Regions from separate parts of the Mus musculus genome. Here all the other regions are linked to region 3. The links are chromatin contacts, called in public promoter capture Hi-C maps. All regions are on one chromosome and are shown on one strand. Each heading gives the region's core, a stretch centred on a gene start, on an enhancer-like site or on the middle of the called end of the contact. The rest is flanking DNA. Distances are from core to core; before and after follow the strand shown. Region 1 overlaps Mical3 (microtubule associated monooxygenase, calponin and LIM domain containing 3). Region 2 overlaps Kdm5a (lysine (K)-specific demethylase 5A). Region 3 overlaps Atp6v1e1 (ATPase, H+ transporting, lysosomal V1 subunit E1). Region 4 holds the start of Il17ra (interleukin 17 receptor A).

What was found. Promoter capture Hi-C pulls out the DNA fragments that hold promoters and counts their contacts. Capture Hi-C pulls out chosen DNA fragments and counts their contacts.
Region 1: a contact with region 3 is called in a promoter capture Hi-C map of pancreatic islet. The contact joins two enhancer-like sites. A contact is called at or near these places in 2 of 115 datasets of contacts at active chromatin or transcription factors (memory CD8 T cells and pancreatic cancer cells) and 2 of 9 other capture datasets (liver and pancreatic islet).
Region 2: a promoter capture Hi-C map of liver shows a contact between it and region 3. The contact joins two enhancer-like sites. A contact is called at or near these places in 3 of 39 promoter capture datasets (the C10 cell line, cranial neural crest and liver), 1 of 484 Hi-C or Micro-C datasets (pre-B cells) and 2 of 9 other capture datasets (liver and pancreatic islet).
Region 4: a contact with region 3 is called in a promoter capture Hi-C map of liver, with 2.6 times the contacts expected there. The contact joins the promoter of Il17ra here to the enhancer-like site in region 3. A contact is called at or near these places in 1 of 39 promoter capture datasets (liver), 1 of 115 datasets of contacts at active chromatin or transcription factors (bone marrow-derived macrophages) and 2 of 9 other capture datasets (embryonic stem cells and liver).

Annotation. Positions count from the first base shown.
Region 1 is chr6:121,097,493-121,100,192 of GRCm38.p6, reverse strand. The region is part of intron 1 of Mical3 (microtubule associated monooxygenase, calponin and LIM domain containing 3); the gene reads left to right. Among named protein-coding and RNA genes, the nearest start is that of Mical3, 32 kb to the left of the region's middle. Within about 2 kb of position 1,447, at least 45 of the 459 cell types and tissues checked have an H3K27ac peak or open chromatin away from gene starts, as enhancers often do. A contact at or near this core is called in liver and pancreatic islet, where this site is marked.
Region 2 is chr6:120,375,497-120,378,196 of GRCm38.p6, reverse strand. All of the region lies in intron 4 of Kdm5a (lysine (K)-specific demethylase 5A), which reads right to left. Among named protein-coding and RNA genes, the nearest start is that of Gm24592, 4.3 kb to the left of the region's middle. Within about 2 kb of position 1,281, at least 14 of the 459 cell types and tissues checked have an H3K27ac peak or open chromatin away from gene starts, as enhancers often do. A contact at or near this core is called in liver, where this site is marked.
Region 3 is chr6:120,806,249-120,808,948 of GRCm38.p6, reverse strand. Atp6v1e1 (ATPase, H+ transporting, lysosomal V1 subunit E1) reads left to right here. Exons shown (of 9, transcript NM_007510.3): 3 at 478-587; 4 at 1,297-1,363. Among named protein-coding and RNA genes, the nearest start is that of Atp6v1e1, 15 kb to the left of the region's middle. Within about 2 kb of position 1,313, at least 24 of the 459 cell types and tissues checked have an H3K27ac peak or open chromatin away from gene starts, as enhancers often do. A contact at or near this core is called in liver and pancreatic islet, where this site is marked.
Region 4 is chr6:120,461,750-120,464,449 of GRCm38.p6, reverse strand. Il17ra (interleukin 17 receptor A) reads right to left here and starts at 1,253. Exons shown (of 13, transcript NM_008359.2): 1 at 984-1,253. The coding sequence starts at 1,121.

The sequences.
Region 1 (2,700 bases), core at 198-2,697, 290 kb before region 3:
GCAGTGAGGGGGGCAGCCCTCCTCGCTGGTTGCTGAGCTCAGTACCAGTGAGTCTGAACCACTGTGGTAGGCTCTGCCTGGGTGCTTGGAGGTGAGTAAGATGCGTTTCTCTCCCTGTGGAATCTTGGTGTAGCCAGGGAGACAGACACACAAATAGATGACTCCCTTGCAGTGTGGTAAGAGCAAGAGCCGTGATGAGCGAGTGTAAATGTAGGTGCCATAGGAGCTGAGGAAAGGGAGCCAGGAGTTCTTCCCAGAGCCTTGAAAGGCAGGCTAGTGGCCAGCTGAGAAGAGCTTTCTAAAAGATGAGAGCAGCCATGAGCAAGCACACGGAGCCCGTCTGTCCCCAGGGCCTGGGTTTGCCTCATCGCACTCTATAGACAGTTTATGGAGGTGGGATTCGCCCTGAGTAACAGCGTGGAAATCATGTTGAAAGTCAGGTAAAGGGGGAGAGATGGGAGAGCAAGATTGTTGTGGAAGGAGTCACTTTCTGAAGGGAGCATTCTCATTTCTGGGAGCTGGGTGCTCTCTGGTGCAGCTCCTCCACTCTGTCTTTGTGACACTGTCTGACAGACTCTGACTGTCTCCAGATAGAGAGGCAACGACCCACTCAAGAAAGCTCTCTGTGTCGTCTTGGGAGTACACTGGGTTTACTATAGGAATATGGGTCATCTCAAAACAGTGGCATCACTATATAGTTCCATTTCAGTGTGGGTAATGGCCTCTCAAAAGCTGTCTCAGTAAAGCCCCCACCCCTGTCAACCTTCTGCTTCTGTACTGAGGTGATTTCCCACCACATGCAGCTGGGGCAGGACTGCATGTCACTGGGAGTCCCCCACTCCCACACCCATACCCAGAGACAGCCTTTCAGGAATATTGTGAAAGGTGTTGGAGATAATGCAGAGCCGGTGGGCATGGCTATAGGCCATTGACGCTGTAATTTATGAAATAGGAATTTTTATGTAACTTTCATCAATTATAGAATGAGTCTTGTCTGGGTTTCCCTCAATCCTTGAAATATATTTTAAAAAAAGCGTCTTACTTGGAGGTTGGATTTGGCCACTGGTTGGAGTTTGTCCACCCCCAGCAGTTGGTAATAATTCAGATGTAGCCCAGCAGAGGTGGCGCACACCTTCAATCCCAGCACTTGGGAGGCAGAGGCAGTCCGATCGCTGAGTTCAAGGCCAGCCTGGTCTATAGAGTGAATTCCAGACAGCCAAGACTATACAGAGAAACCCTGTCTAGGGAGTGGGGGTTGGGGAATCAGATGTAACATGACAAAGGACTGGGCCAGGATGTTGGCATTGAAGATAAAGAGGAAGGGACCTGATGCCAGAGACCCTTTGGAAAGAGGATTCTGATTAGATAGCAGGGAGGAGAGGGAGGAGCCCAGGCAAGGCAGGAGCTGCTGAGTAGGTGCTTCCGGACCCAATTGGTAAAGCTGGCTCTATTTCCATGTGCCAAGAGCATGTGCCACTGCTGGGGAAAGCCCAGGGGGAGCAGAGTCCTGTCTGTGCTGCCAGGTGCCTCTCTGACGTCACCCTGCGCATGCCTCCTTGCCTGTCAGCTTCTTTTGCTACCCTGGTTTTAGGTGCACTGCAAAATAGGACCTGCTGTAACTTGGTTGGGGCTGCCCTTGGAGTTATTTGGGGGGCGGGTCTTTTGTCAACGCTTCCCAGTCAGGAGAAGCCACAAGAGCAGCAAGCAGTAGAGAGTCCCACTGCCTGCTATCTAGATGTATGTATTAGATCTCATTGTTCCCGTTTGCTCCGGTTACTTTACCATTCATTGTGCCTCTCTATTCAAAATGCCTCAGTGCAGATTTATCAAAAGATAAGACAGTGCTCCTTGGCCACGGTACAGAGCGCTAGGGCACTTAGCATGGATGTGGAACTGTAGTCTGATTGTTTCTGACGCTACTGTGCCTCCCGTAGCTGTTCTTGCTAGATGGCTGCCATCCTCGGAGAGACGCTCATCACAGGAGTGGATGCTAACAATCCTAATGGCAGGATTGATTCTCCTGTATCCCACCTACTACTCACTGGTCCCGCCATGACAAGCAGCAGCCTAGAGGGAGGGTCACCTGCTATTACTGTCTTGAACTTGAGCGGTGGTTCCCCATCTTCCTAATGCTGCAACCCTTTAATACACGGCCTTTTATAGTGGTGACCCCCAGCTATAAAATTATCTTTGCTGCTACTTCATAACTAATTTTACTACTGTCGTGAATAATGATGTAGATTTCTGATAATCGACTCCATGGAGGTTGCGACACACAGACACACAGGTTGAGAACCGCTGAGTTCTCACATGGCTCCTGCTGTCGCTTCCCGCTTCGCCGGGATGCCACTCCATAGGGAACTATGTGCACCTGAGAGCTGGCGTAGTTTTCTCTGTTCTCTTTCATTGCATCTCAGTATGGAACATGATCTTCTCTAAGATGTGCCCTCTCCAGGCTTTGTCTGAGAAGCAGAAACTATCAGTAAGTGTCAGTAATTTGCTTTGGAAATAAAGTATGTGGGGGGCGGGATCCTAACATTTTGGACTTGGGCCAAAATGATTCTCTTTCTGCTACTTTAGATAGACCAAACCCAAGCTGGGCAGTGGTGGCACACGCCTTTAATCCCAGTTCTCTGGAGGTGGAGGCAGGTGGATCTCTTGAGCTCAAGGCCAGCCTGGTCTACACACACACACAGAAAG
Region 2 (2,700 bases), core at 32-2,531, 430 kb after region 3:
TCCTTACAATTAGCTGCCTGGAAGCATTCAGCTAGCAGCCTTCAGATGAAGATGTAGAACTCTCAGCTACTCCTGCATCATGCCTGCCTGGATGGCGCCATGTTCCTGCCTTGATAATGAACTGAACCTCTGAACCTGTAAGCCAGTCCCAATTATGTGTTGTCTTTATAGAAGTTGCCTTGGTCATGGTGTCTGTTCACAGCAGTAAAACCCTAAGAAAGAAGTTGGTACTAGGGTATTGCTGTGATAGGCCTGACCATGCTTTTGTCTTAAGAATGTGGATTTGGGGGCTGGTGAGATGGCTCAGTGGGTAAGAGCACCCGACTGCTCTTCCGAAGGTCCAGGGTTCAAATCCAAGCAACCACATGGTGGCTCACAACCATCCGTAACAAGATCTGACTCCCTCTTCTGGATTGTCTGAAGACAGCTACAGTGTACTTACATATAATAATAAATAAATCTTAAAAAAAAAAAAAAGAATGTGGATTTGGGAACTTTGGATTTAGACAGCAGTATAATGTTTAAGTGGAGCTCAATGGGTTATCCTAGTAGGAATATGGAAGACTTTGTTTTGTTGCTGAGAGTGATGTGAACTGTGCAGACCAAGCCCAAGAGGTTTCAGTGGAGAAAAATTCCAGTATGTGGCGTACAGACTATTTTTGTGGTATTTTGGTGACTGCTTTCTGCCCTTGTCTGAAAAGTCTACATGAGGTTAAAGTAAAGAGATTTTTTGTTTTGTTTTGTGTTTTGTTTATTTTGGAGGCAGGGTTTCTGTGGAACTCACTCTGTAGACCAGGCTGGCCTCAAACTCAGAAATTCACCTGCCTCTGCCTCCCAAGTGCTGGGATCAAAGGTGTGTGCTATCACACCCAGCCTTAAAGTAAAGAGATTTGTATTAATTGCACTGACAAAGGAAGTCTCAAAATAGCCCAGCAGAGACTTTGTTCTCATGAAGAGCATCTTGAACAAGTGTAGCAAGCTTAGAAAGGAAAAATATAAAATATATGGTTTGAGTATTAATGTGGCACCAGGAAGTGAAATGGAGCTGAATCCTGTGTTCTAGGAGATAACAAATTAAGGGAATGGGACTACAGGACAAGATCCTACCCAACTAAAATTTAGATCCAAGCACGGTGGGAGGCACCTTTAATCCCTGGAGACAGGCATACAGATCTCTGAGTTCAAGGTCAATTATAGACCAAGATCCAGGATACAAGCTTAGGCAGTGAAGGAGTTGGAAAACAGGAAGCTAGTGATAATATAATAGAACAAGGGGGTCATAGTCCAGCTCCTGTAAACAGCGGAACTCAGCAGCTTTGGCAATGTGGCTCTGGCTTTAGAGTGAAAAATAAAAGGGACTACTGGGACAATTGACACTGGTTAGCTAGAGCTAAGAAATTAGCAAGGATTAAGAAGAGACCAGTATCACTGAGGTGAAATCTTCTGGGAAATGTTTGTTGAGAGCACAAAGAAGCTGTGTTTCCAAAATTTTCGAGATGCCAAAGCCATAGGATATCTGCTGAGGAATGCTGCTAACAGGGAGTGGAACCAGCCCAGGATTATAAATTTGTTTCAGTCAACAAAGGAGTTGGAGATCCTTTTGACATCAGAAATGGAGATACAGAGTTTAGAGTTTGCCCAGCTGGTTTCCTGTCTTGATTTGGGGATTATAGCTAAGTGAATGGATGGATCTCAGAAAAGACTTTGAACTTTTAACAGTGTTGAGACTGCTATAGACTATGAGGACTTCTGAAGTTGGACTAAATGTCCTTTTATATTGCTACTGCTAGATATGGCCCCCATAGACTCAGCCTATGGGGGCCAGGGAGTGGAATGTGTTGGGTTTGTATATGTTTGGCCCAGGAAGTAACACTATTAGGAGGTGTGGCCTTGTTGGAGTAGTTGTGCCACCATGAGCGTGGGCTTTAAGACCCTTATCCTAGCTGCATGTTAGTCAAGTATTCTGCTAGCAGCCTTCAGATGAAGATGTAGAACTCTCAGCTCTGCCTGTACCATGCCTGCCTGGATGCTGCCATGTTTCTGCCTTGGTGATAATGAACTGAACCTCTGAACCTATAAGCCATCCCCAATTATATGTTGTCCTTATAGGAGTTGCCTTGGTCATAGTGTGTGCTCACAGCAGTAAACCCTAAGACAGTCAGTGAGGGGGAAAAAAAAAACATTCAAGATTCACAAAAAAGTTTAAGCTAACCTGAATGGTGCACTACTAACTTGACAGACACAATGGGTCCACTAGTATATACTGGCAGCTAACCAGTCACTTCTTGGATTTGAGGTCTATTTCACAGAAGGGAAGTCATCTTTGATACTATACACATAATCAAAAAGTCAGTGACTGGAAAAGTGATAGTCCCTGGTGAGAAATTTACTGCTATTTTGCTAAATAGTCAAGATATGCCTGTCAAACTGGATTTTAAGTATTTATGATCATATAATAGTGCTGTTATCCTCTTTGACCAGAAAAGCTTCTTTCTACAGTGTGTGGTGGATAATACCAAGACTCATAACTGGTTAAAGTGTGAGAATAAGAGGCTATTTAAGGCTGATTTAAAACAGAAACCTCTGAAATGCCCACTTTAAGGTTTAGCCAACATTAAGAAGTGGGGTTGGGGCTGGGTGTGACAGCTCACATTTTTAATTATAGCACTCAGGAGGCAGAAGCAGATAGGTATCTATAAA
Region 3 (2,700 bases), core at 64-2,563:
TTACTGTTGTTACAGAGGACCAGGGTTTGGTTCCTAGCACCTGTATTGATGGCCCAGGGCCACCTGTAACTTTAGCCCCAGGGGATCCAATATTGTCCTCTGGCCTCCATAAGCACTTGTGTACACATGGCATACACATTTCAAAAAACATGCCAATGCAGTGGCACGGACTTTAATCCTAGTTCTTGGGAGGCAGAGGCAGAAGCAGGTGGGTCTCTGAGTTTGAAGCCAACCTGGTTTACAGAATGAGAGTTCCAGGAAAGCTAGAGCTACATAGAGAAACCTTGTCTTGAAAAATCGAGAACAAAACAAACAAAAGAACCTCAAGTAGTCTTTGAGGACTATTTTTGTGTTGCAATAGATTTTCTGTTTCAGATAAGGGCTAAGTGAACATATGACAGTATTCCTGGTTCCTGGGAGATACAAATACAAGGGTCAGCCCAGTCCAGTGTAATCAAGTCTGTTAACTTTCCATAGGCAGAAGAAGAGTTCAACATTGAGAAAGGTCGCCTTGTGCAAACGCAAAGACTGAAGATTATGGAATACTACGAGAAGAAAGAAAAGCAGATTGAGCAGCAGAAGAAAATGTAAGTGCATGGTGGCTAGCCCACTGAACTAAAGAAGCTGGGATGTTGTAGCCCAGGCTGGCCTGAACTTGCTGGTCCTACTGCCTCCACCTTCCAACTGGGATGACGGGCATACGCCGCCATAAGTGACTTAGGCAGTGCTAGGGATCAGAACTAGGGCCTGGTGTTGGACAACCCGCTGAGCTACGTCCTCAGTCATTGAGCTTTAAGTCAATGAAACCAGGCCACAGGGAGTAGGTCAGTGCGACAGTCCTTGCTTACCTGTGCAGGACCCCAGACTCCATTCCCTGAGATCTGCTCTTCACCCAAAGGAAAGTTCAAAACGCTGGAGACAAGAGAACACTGTGGAACAGAAACCTCAGCTGGGTGGGTAGCTAGTGTCTGAGACCGGACGATCATAAGTTTACAAATGGCAAGAACAAACAGGGTCCACAGCTAGACCTTATCGCCAAAGTAAACAGATGAAAGAAAGCTGGGCATGTGGTGTGCTCCTGCAAACCAGCAGAGTTCCAGGCCAGCCAGAGCTGCACAGTGAGACCTTGTCTCAAAAGCAAGAACCAAATTGCAGAGGGAACATGGAAACCTCACAGGGTCACCTGAAGGTTATTTATTGTTTATCAAGGCCCTTTGCTCTAACACGGAAAGCTGTGTGTGTGTCTGTAGTCATTGTTTTTTATGTTGTATTGATATTCTTCCATCCCTTTTATAGTCAGATGTCCAACTTGATGAATCAAGCAAGGCTCAAAGTCCTCAGAGCAAGGGATGACCTCATCACTGTGAGTAGCTCCCAGTAGCTGTGAAACTAGAAAATGCTTATTCTCGTGCTCACTAGGTAACATTTACAGATAATGGGGTGTTGTGTTGCTTTTGTGTTTGGTTGGGTTGGCACTTTTTGTTTGCTTGCTTGCATTTGTGAAAGTGTCTCAGTACGCAGTTGTTCTGAACCTTGACCCTCTATAGCCTGAGTCCTAGTGCAGGGTTACAAGCATATGCCACCAAGCTCACGTTTAGGGACTCTGTAGAGAGAATAACATTTGTTCAGCAGATCATAGTACTAGATATTAACAATAGACAAGCATGATAGCAGTCTGTCCTTGAGTTTGGTGAACTCTAACCTAATGGCATGTAAAACAGGATTAGATCATACAACAGCAAGAAGCAAGGCATAGAGTACACGAGGGAGGGGCTGAATACAAGGCCAGATTGTGAAACCAAGAGCCAGGCCTGCTCTCAATTTAAAAAAAATAACCCCTTTAATCTCAGCACTCAGGAGGCAGGGGCAGGGGCATCTCTTGAGTTCCAGGCCAGCCTGGTCTACAGAGTTCTAGGACAGCCAGGGTTACACAGAGAAACCCTGTCTCAAAAAGAAATGTTTTTTTGATGATGTTTTATTTAGTGGACAGTATCATAAACAAAGTACATAGTATGAAAGAGTGTAGGCTCCATTTAACAAGAAAACTGTCATTCAGAAAGTATTGCGGCCTGTTGGGAAAGAAAAGCCTACTGGAAGCGAGCTCGTAGCTCAGCAGTGCCATCTCGAGTTAGGGTTAGAGCCTGGCAGGATCCAGCTGTGTCGCCGCTTGCTGTGACCGCACAAGCTTCTTACAAATGGAAACATCAGAGGTCTGCAGGCACAGTGGCACCCCCTGTGACATGGGCACTGAGAAGGTGGAGGCAGGAAGAATGTTTGGGTAAGGCCAGCCTGGGTTCTAATGACCCTGGATCTCACATAGAACGGCGGTCTTAATGGGTGCAGAGCATAGCGGGGTTGAGGCCAGCTTGGGCCTCAGGGTTAAGATCCTATCTCAAAGGAAAATTTTTCTCATGCGTTGTCCTTGTGAATTTCTCTTTAAATGTATGGATTCCGGTCTCGAAAAACAAAACAAAAAAAAGTATGGATTCTTTGCCTGTACGTAAGTCAGTGTGTCATGTGCACACCTGGTACCTTTGGAGTCAGACTCCCTAGAATTGGAGCTACAGAGAGTTGTGAGCCAGCACTGTAGGTGCTGGAAATCAAACCTCTGCAAGAATAGCCATCTCGGGCCGGGCGTGGTGGTGCACGCCTTTAATCCCAGCACTTGGGAGGCAGAGGCAGGCGGATTTCTGAGTTCGA
Region 4 (2,700 bases), core at 4-2,503, 340 kb after region 3:
AAGAACTATCCTTTTGTTTCATATCCTCCGACTCAGCGACTGGACACAGTTCCTGGGGTCAGCTGTGGAAGTGGAGGGGAAGGGGCTGGAAAAACCAGTGGAGGAAGAGAAGGCTTGAAGGGAGACAGGGAGGAAAGTTTATGCGTGGAACAGACACTAGGTTTTGCACAGGTTCGCTGTTTTTTTGTTATGCTTTGTTTTGACAGTAAGTAAGGTTCAACCGCCAGGGGTGTGTCAGTTTCCTAAGAGCGCAGCGGGGCGTGGGGGTGGGGTGGTCCTCCCTGGCAGTAACAAACTGGCAGACTTCCACACATGTTAACTCAATTTTGGCAGGCTCGGTTCTGGGACACACGTGGTGGTGAAAAAAAGATGGGATGGACGGCATCTTTCAACCCACATCCTGTTTGATTCCCCTGGGCACTGGGCTCGCCCGCACTACCCAACCTGTGGGGACCCCCGAGGCCAGGCTGGGGCACCTGAGCATGGGAGAGCTGGAGGATTGACTGCTCAGGAAGCAAGGAGTTAGGGGCCAGTCCAGATTATTTCAGCTCCTGCCAAGGTTAGGTCCATGTCCATCCCGAGCTGCCAGCCTCTGGTGCCTCCATCTTCCAATTCCGAGGCCCAGACGGAATTGTCACCCCGCCTCGCGCTACCAGTGACTCCGCCGCCCGCGTAGTTTCCCTAGAACTCCCCCTCACCGCGACTCCACTCCCGGAGTCGCTGCCAGCGCGCCTCCACGCTGCGCCCATGCCCGGGACCGTCCTCCGAGCCCCTAGGGCGGACTTTCAGCCTCCCCGGGCCCGCCAGAGCCTGGGCCGTCCGCCCCTTCGCACTCGCGACGGCTCTCAGCACCTTTGACAGCCCTCCGCACTCCCGACGGCCCTCCCGACGCCCGCCCCTCTGACACCTCTTCACCACCCTCCGCCGTCCTCTCCACCACCCCCGACGGCCCGGGCATCCCCGCTCCGCCCGGCTTCTCTCACCTCCTGCGCGCAGACCGGAGCCGGGAAGTCGAGGAGGCGCGGGGAGGCGCGGCCCGGGGCCAGAACGTTCAGCAGCAGAAGCAGCCATCCCAGCGCGGGCCCGGGGACGACCCGTGGCCAGCAGCGCCGAATCGCCATAGCCCTCGGCCCGGTCGCGGAGCGCTCGCAGCTGGCTCCGCGCGACAGCGAGGGCCCGCGATGGCTTTCCCGGCCGAGGACTGGCGCTCGTCGGCTTCACACGGCCTCCTCTGTCCCGCTTCCGGCTCCCCCGAGGGCGGGCCGCTCGGGGCGGGGCTTGGGTGGGGGCTGTCCTTCCTCTGGCCCCGCCTCCGCCTTGGCCCAGGTGTGCTCCTGGCCTCTTTGGCTCTCCTTGGATGTTGCTCAGCTAAGTAAGATAGGAGCCCAGGAACCCGTTTTAAGGAGCCGAGCCCCGCTGTCAACTTGCTGTGGAGCTATGACTGTCCTCGCCATCGTACCCTCCCGGTTTACACTGATCTGTTTCATCATTTTAGTCTAATTTCCGACTCGGGACTCCAAGGAGTTTGTTTGCTCAATCTCCCTTTCAGTTTTTATGGAGAAACAAGCCCATCGCATCGTCGTAATGCTTATTTCTCGTTTTTGTTTTTTTTGTTTTTTCTACAAAGTTCTAGTTTTTGATGGCCAGATCATGTAGCTTAAGTCTCATATAGCAAGTCCATGAAACTATATTTTTTCCCTTTCAGCGTTGAATCATACATTTGCACACTCAAAAACAAAACAAAACAAAACAAAACAAAAACCCAACAAAACAAAACAAAACCCTGGACAGTGAATTAGTCACCTCATGGCTGGACTAAAGCAAACACGGCATTCTGTAACAGAGATGTGTGTGTGTGGGGGGGGGGGGGTAGCATTGCTAAGTATGAAGGGTTAAAAGTGGATCAGAGGAGGGAAACGGAGACAGCCTGTGTAGACAGCCAGCTCTTTCAAGGAGCCTCACTGTGGCCTCGCCGAGTGCAGTTTGGCTGGGTAAGGTACACAGCATAGGAAGGTTTGAGGCCAGGCTGAGGGCAGAGGCGTGGAAGGATGGGGGACTGAGCAGTACAACGGACAGAGTCTCTGACAAGGCCTGGGGATGCCCTCTAGAACCCCCTGGAGAGAAAAAAAAAATTCAAAGAAGCCACTAGGAATTCAAATTTCTCCAAGACTAACACTTCTTGTAATGAAAATATGTGCTCATGGTTGCACCGCTGCTAAAAACTGCATTCTGGGTATCAACCGCAACATCTAAGAATGTGAGGCCACGATCTGACCACCTGGAGTAAGGCACAGGACCCCTTAACGTTGGGAATAAAACCAAGCGCGACTCTCACTGGATGCGCTTATGCGCTCAGTAAGACACGGCTGTACACCGTTTTGCAGAAGGAAACTTTTGTCTTACTGAAACCCTTTGGCTATTTTCTCAGACCCAACAAGGGGCTCTCTCTTTATTACCAAGGTTCTTGGGAGCTGATTCCCATCTCGGGAGGTGTAGTCGCCAGCGGCCACGGAGAACTGGGTTCCCGAAAGGAAAGCTGGGGTTGGATAGGAATGATGACTAGAGAAGAATGAGACCAAGACAAAGATTCTGATCAAGGCCCAATGTTTAATCCTTGAAATTTAAAGGGGGGGCCCCATCCCCCACTATGCCAGGATCTCGTGGGAAGCTGCAGAAGTGGCAGGACAATAGACTTTACCT